2 separate regions of the Muntiacus reevesi genome follow, and region 2 is linked to region 1. Evidence: chromatin contacts called from public Hi-C data. All regions are on one chromosome and are shown on one strand. The core of a region is the stretch at or near the end of the contact, and the rest is flanking DNA. Distances in the headings are between cores, read along the strand shown. Region 1 holds the start of POU2F1 (POU class 2 homeobox 1). Region 2 holds the start of CREG1 (cellular repressor of E1A stimulated genes 1).

Region 1 (3,543 bases), core at 614-3,113:
GCCATTGTCTGAAATAATTAGATTATAGGGTAGCCCAATTATTTGGCTTAGAGTCATGCATACACCCTAGGCCTTAACTGCCATGAATAAATCAATACCACCTGGAATTCATTGGCTGACATTGACAATAGCTTTAACTGTACTTGCACAGTGTAAGAAATTCAATGAGCAGGCTAAGAACAATGATTAAAACTTCAGCTATTAAACAATGGCTGGCTATCTCCTAGTGATCAGTTTTTTTCCTCAGTGCAGAAATTGTGCCTGCGTGCTCAGTCGTGTCTTACTCTTTTCGACTCCCTGGACTGCAGCCTAACTGGCTCCTCTGTCCATGGGCTTATCCCGGCAGGAATGCCGATGCCATTTCCTCCTCAGGGGTATCTTCACCACCCAGAGATGGAGCCCCAGTCTCCTTCAGTTCCTGCACTGGCCAGCGGATTCTTCACCTGAGCCACCTGGGAAGACCAGAATTTGTAATCCTTCTCAATTTAAATCTTACATTTTTTTCTCCTCAAGACTACCTAAAACTGATTAAAAAAAAAAAAAAACTTTTATTTGGTAATCATCAAATACAGTACACTCCTCTTAAAAAAAAAAAAAAAGGAAAAATCACAGGGCTTAAAAATTCGTAAAATAATTAGAGCCGGGTCTTGTTCAGGAAAATCTATTAAATTTAGATAAAGAAATCTTAGAACATTATGACTAGTTACAAGCAAAGATATCTACATCGGAAAACGCCTACTTCTCATATTTACCTTGAGAAGCGACAAAGTAAAATTCTTGATGAAGCTACCGCTGATTTCGACATTTTTTTATTTACTAGGTCGTGGGTTTTCAGTTTACGCTAGGTTTCAAAAGATGTTCCTAACCGAAAGGAAGGGAATTATGTCTATCTGTAGACCAGAGGTCGGCTATTTGCTTTCATCCGGTGCGCGGCGATCAAGGCACCTGAAAGGGTAGGGGCGGGAATTGGCGACTTAATAAAACTCCCAGATAACGTGCAAGCCAGCCGGGTGTTGGAAACAAGTAGAGCAGAAGATCGGGGGTAACTAAAAGAATCACAGGACACTCCCCCTCGCATCGGCCCGGGTCAGGTCTCCAGCATTGGCAAGGTTGAGGGCGGGGACTAATTCCGATTCAAACTTAAAGCGGGAGGCCCGCGCCAGGCCCAGCAGGTGCCTCCAGCCCGGTTCCCCGCCGCTGGTTTCCGCCCCTACCTGCCCACAGGGCCGGAAATTACCTAGCAGGGGAGCGGCCCGTCTTTTGTTGTCGGTGTTTAAAAAGCGCGGAAAGCCTTAAAAAGTGCGCAGCGAAGAGGGCGCGGGCCAGTCCGCCCACCGACACTTCGCGCGTCTCTCCCCTTTTGGCCATTGGGCCCCCTGTCCTTCTTGTAGCATGCCACTGGGGGAAGCCAGAGTAAAATCGGGAGGAGAGTAAAGCGGGAAGAGAAGGGAGGATATTAAGATACCACAATCGCGCTCCGTACTACACTTCACACATCAGGACGGAGCCAGGGAAAATGGCGCAAGCGCAGACCGCCTTTTAGGCGCGTGGGGAAATTCGCGCATGTGCAGAGCCCAGACGGGAAAAGATGAAGCGAAGGAGTGACTCGCAGGTTGAGGGCGCTTCAGCTACTGAAGAGCCACGGCTGCCAGGGAGCGCGTGCGCAGAGAGCCCGGTGGAGGTGGGCCTCTTCCAGGGGGACAGCCTCGCGCGCCCCCTGGCGCGCGCCCGCGGAGAGGCGGGAGCTGGAGGGGGCGGAGAGCAGGGAGGAGGTCTGGAGGGCGGGCGGGGGGAGGGGAGCCGGAGCGAGGGAGGGTTTATCGACCGGGCGATTTTGGTTAAAATATTCAAAATGGCGGACGGAGGAGCAGCGAGTCAAGATGAGAGTTCAGCCGCGGCGGCAGCAGCAGCAGGTAATCATTACAGCATTTTACATATTCATATTCATACTCAACCCCGGCTCCCGCTGCCCCCCCGCGACTTAGCATAATTTATTAGTACTCAGGATTATTATAATTAACGGCGGGGAGATGGGGGGCCAGGGAGCACGGAGCCCCCGCCGGGCGCCGAGCGGAGGGGGAAAGAGCCTCGGAGCGGCCAGGCGGAGGGGGAAGACGAGGGGCAAAGGGGGCTGCGATCTGCCGCTCTCCACCTACCCCGAGCCCACCCCGCCGCGGGCTCGCCCGCCCGCCGGCACCGTCCTCCTCCTCCTCCGCCGGCCGCCTCCGCCTCCTAGCCGCCGAGCCCCTACCCAAGCGGGTCCGCGGCGGGGCCGCGGGGCCGGGGCAGAGGGAGAGGACAATAAAGACGTTTTACATATTCATAGCTGCTGGGCCGGCGGGGCGCGGCGGGGCGCGGGCGGGCGACCCGGGCCGGGCGGGCGCGGCGTGGGGGGGCGTGGAGGGCGAGACGGAGGTGGCGGCGAGCACAATGCCGGGGAGGCGGCGGGGCCGGAGCGGACCCCGGCGGCCGGACCGCCGCACGTGTCCTGCCCCCGGCGCGGGCCGGGGCGACCCCTCCCCCGCGCTGCTGGCCGCGGGGGGCGGCCCGGAGAGCGGCCCGGGTGCGCCCGCGGACAGTGCCCGGCCCGCGCCGCGCCGCCGCACCGGGGTCCGAGCGGGGCCGAGCCCGCGGGTCACGGCCCCGGGCGCCCCGGCCGCGCCCCACTCATCCCCCGTACGGTGGCCTGACCCGAGCCGGGCCTGCGCTGTAGATGGGTAGGGGTGAGCGGTCCTGGGCGCTGCGAGGGCGCCTCCGGGCGCAGGGATTGGGGAGTCCGCGCCGGTAGGCGCTTCGCCCCCTTGGGGGCGGACTGGGTTGAAAGCGGCCCTTGGGGAAAGTTCTCCTCCGAGGAGCAGGTCCTCTGAGGCCATCCCATGTGCTCCAGGCCACCGGTCAGGGGTCCCAGCGGGTCCTGGGGAGGCCCCTTGTTCCCCGGCGGCCGTGGTTTCTCGGGAGAGTTGAGCCGAATGAAGGTGCCTGGCGTGGTCTGAGCTCCGGGTCCCCTGCCCCACCCCGTCTGCCCCCCGCCTCTGCGCTTGACCCAGACCCGCGGGGCCGGGGGCCTCGGGGGCCTCTCCCCCTCAGGCCGCAGCGGCGCCCGGAGGCCTCCCGGCAGCTCGGACGGAAAGCGCTGCCCTCCTGCCTTGCCCCAGAACCGGCTGCGCTGACAAGTTGATAATATTCTTGGTTTCCCCCCACCGGTTGGGAGTTGGGCAGGGGCGGGGATCCCCCTTCCTGGTTCTCTGCTCCTGTTCTCTTGCTGGGTGCTGGGTCCTCTTATGCTCTGGTTAGCTGAACCTCTCTCATTTGAATAATGTCTAATTCGGGGAGGTTTATATTATTGAAATGGCCGCCTGGCTTTCCCCGCCTCTCATGTTTAGTAATTCAGACCTTTAATAACAGCCACTCACAGCCCAACGCCGTGTTTATATTTTACATTCGCCCCATGTGCTTTTGTGGTTCGATATGATTCTTTTTTTTTTTTTTTTTTTCCTTGGCAATCCACAGGGCTCTGAGATCAAACCCAGACTGTGCTGGGAA
Region 2 (3,543 bases), core at 329-2,828, 310 kb after region 1:
AATAAAATGTGTTTTTTAAAATGCTTTGGAATTGCACTTTAAAAACCTTCCCAGGTGACTGTATTTGCAGCCAAGATGGACCATCACTGATGAAACAGAAATGAACTTGCTCTGAGCAAATGTCTAAGGGAGTGGAGTGGGTGACTGGGAATAAGAAAATGGGGGAGCAGGGATGTATATACCTTAACTAAAGGAGGGTTAGCTCAGAGAATGCAGGCTCCCAGTGTCATAGATCTTCCCCTTTTTCAACAAGTTAGAAATTCAGGCTTCTAATTGCAAGCTCCATTTTTGAATGTTGGTAACTAATTCAAATTTATTAAAAACAAAACAGAACTCTGCGTGAGCCAAAGAAAACCTATCTGTGGGACATACTCAGTTCATGAACCACCAGTTCGTGACCTGCGTTTTGAAGGCAATAGATCTGGCATGAAATTCCAGTGCGGCCACTGGGCTTAGGGCAAGTTCTTTATCTGCAGAACCAGAGTGGTAACAGTCACCTCAAAGAGTGATTAAAAGATAGGATGAGGGGAAGATGAAGGGAAAGGTCATCCTGGCACACAGCAAGTACCTCATCAAATACAAGTTTCTTTCAATATAATCCATAAACAATGTTAACCTCAAGTCTAGGGATCTTTTGTCAAAAGGAAACTTCCCCAAATCTTGCTCCATCCCTGTACTCAGCATAGCTCTAGTCTTCCAGGTTGTGATACCACTCGAAGCATCAGAAATCCACCTGAGAGGTGTTAACTTGGCTCTGCCCCAAAAGGTGGATAAAGGGTGAGGGCCTAGTTCTCCAATCCGGTCTGCTCCCTACGTGGGAGGGTGGCGTGCACCTGAGGCCTATAACTTCTAACAATAAGAGCCCAGTTAATGAGACACCCTGCCCCAAGACGACTCAGGTGAGAAGTCCTCCAGGTGCTGGTAAAGAATACACCCCAAGTGCGTGGCACGGTGGCAAGGACGTGTGGGCAATTCTTGGTATTTAGTTGCCCAACAATTGGAAAGCTGTAATGCACGCCTATCCAGCGCAGGAGAGAAGATCCAGAGGTTTGGGCTGGGTTCAAACTCATCTCTATGAGGCCGGCTCTCCTTTCCAGGCGGAATTTAAGCGGTAGTCGAAAGGCTCGCGCGCGCTCCAGCCCCGCGGAGCCACACTGCCCCGCCGGCTCACCTGCACGTTGACCACCGATTGCTGCAGCGGGCTCAGGTAGAAGTAGGGCACGCCGCTGCCCTTGCCCGGGGGCCCGTCGCTGAGCGATAAGACGTCGGCGAAGGGCCTGCCGCGCACCCCCTCCTGCGTGGAGATGGTGGCCAGTGCGCCCCAGTCACAGACGTTTGTCACGAAGCGGGCCACGAGGGCCGCATTCTCCCGGGGCGGCAGCGGCGGCAGCAGCTCGGCGGCGCCCCAGTCCCCATGGCCCCGGCCGCCCCGGCCTCGCGCCGGTGCCACCAGCAGAGTCACCAGCGCGGGCGCCAGCAGGAAGGCGAGCACTGCGCGCACGAACCCGCAGGCACAACCCGCCATGATGGTGACCCCGGCGAGAGTTCTGGACGCGGCGGCCGACCCGGACCAAGGAGAGCCCCGAGTCGGGCCCCGCCCCCTCCGAAGAGGACCAATCGGAGTACGCGGGCGGAGGGCGGAGGGGCGTGTCCCTCGACCGGCTCCTCCACTCGCTGGGACTGACTGGTTAGCCACCTCCCTGTCGCTCCGCCCCGCGGCGGTCAGGACTGGGAAATGTCCTGAATGGGTGTTTGTTTTTTTGATGCCTGATGAAAAGGAGGCTGAGAGAAATTAAGCAGCTTGCCTAAGTCATACTACTAGGAAAGGACCAGCCTTTTCACATGTACGCCTTCCTTTAATACCTTTGGTTATGACTACCTGATATCTGAGACGAATTGCTGCGCATTCTACTTATGCTCCTCCTTTCCGTTCACTTCACTGTAGGCTTTGAAGAGCAGCAAAAGGTCCTAGTGAGAAGGACAGAAGCCCCCAATTTAGACTACTTTTGTAAACTACTCCTGGCGTTGGAGACTCTCAGACAGAGACACTTTGGTATTGTCAGGGTTCCATGCACGAATTTGAATTCATCAAAGTCAGTTGTGGCTTCCCAGATGGCGCTAGTGGTAAAGAACCCACCTGCCAATGTGTGAAACATAAGAGATGCTGGTTCCTCCCTGGTTGGAAGGATACCCTGGAGAAGGAAATGGCAACTTAATCCAGTATTCGCGCCTGGAGAATCCCATGGACAGAGGAGCCTGGTGGGCTACCGCCCATAGGGTTGCAAAGAGTCGGACACAACTGAAGCAGTTTAGCATAGGAGCCAGTTGTGGACCTAACTCATCAGGCTCGGGGGCAGTGGTTTCATCAATGCCTTGTCCTTGCTGACCCTCACCCCAGGTAAGTGGCATTTCCTTTTTACTCCTCCTACAATCTATTCTAGGGTGATTCCTATTTCTGATACTCTTGGGAATTAATAAGTAACCTCATTAACACCTGATCTGCCTTCTTTATAACTGTAAACTAAAGTCACATATCCCCAGAGTGAGTCCTCATCTCCTTGGCACTGCCTCAAACCCAAATTTTCATCGTTATATATGCCGCGTGGTAGTGTTGCCACAGGAGTTTGTCACTGACCCTGTCAATTCGTAAGCCTTGTAAATCTGGCCTCTGAGGCTGAGATGCTCAACAAAGGTGAGGTAAGTTCCCTCAGCTGCCCTGGGCTGGTCAAGTGAGCAGGTGAGAGTCACGGGTATGTGAGACGAAGCCCTGTCTCCGCTTCCTGCTTCCAACTCCGCCTCCCCATATTCAGCCGCAGAGATTTTAGGCTACTCAGAACTTGGGTGCAGAAAGGAAATTTACTCTGAGTAGCAGCCTTCAGTTCCCTCTGGTGGCCAAAGGGTGTTACACAGACTGCTTGCTCGTTCAAATACGGGGGTGAACAGTTTAGTCAAGTTGTTTTCCTTTTTAACAGCCGGATTAGGGAGAACTTCAAGCTAAATAGAAAACGAAATGGGAGAAATTTAAGAGGAGGAAGATCAGGTTTATCATTTTCAAGAAAATATTTAATGCAACTCGATTGAGTGTCTTCCAATTACAAATATTTCATCTGTTACTCTTAAGGAAAGAACATGTGGGTTTCAAATTTGAAGTTCTAATCTCAGCTCTGCTGCTGTCAAGTCATGTGACCCTGAAACTTTTATCTTTTTGTACCTCTGTTTTTATTTCTAAAAGGAAGAGTTGGATTGAATGATATCTGATACATCTTATGGCTCTAAATTCTGTTTTTCTGCTAACATGTGAAACAGAGGCCTTTTGTAACTTTCAGAACATGAATTTTTTTTTGTAAAAAGGTCACAATTTTTTTTTTTTGTTTATTACCACTGTTGCTGGTATATGGAATAACAATAAGCCCTATTACTGCCCCATTACAAAACAGATACCTAGAACTTGGTTTCATGCTTCTGAGCATGAGAATAAGGTCAAGAAACCCTTTAGTTTTAACCACCTACCCTCAGTGTCTGTCTTGAGCTGCTCTGCTCAAA

What was found. Hi-C and Micro-C count contacts between places; a contact is called where the count stands out from the background.
Region 2: a contact with region 1 is called in a Hi-C map of blood, with 2.3 times the contacts expected there. The contact joins the promoter of CREG1 here to the promoter of POU2F1 in region 1. A contact is called at or near these places in 2 of 3 Hi-C or Micro-C datasets (blood and muscle).

What each region holds. Positions count from the first base shown.
Region 1 is chr1:64,236,606-64,240,148 of mMunRee1.1, forward strand. It overlaps POU2F1 (POU class 2 homeobox 1), which reads left to right and starts at 1,864. Exons shown (of 16, transcript XM_065946267.1): 1 at 1,864-1,913.
Region 2 is chr1:64,551,396-64,554,938 of mMunRee1.1, forward strand. CREG1 (cellular repressor of E1A stimulated genes 1) reads right to left here and starts at 1,579. Exons shown (of 4, transcript XM_065946295.1): 1 at 1,172-1,579. The coding sequence starts at 1,525.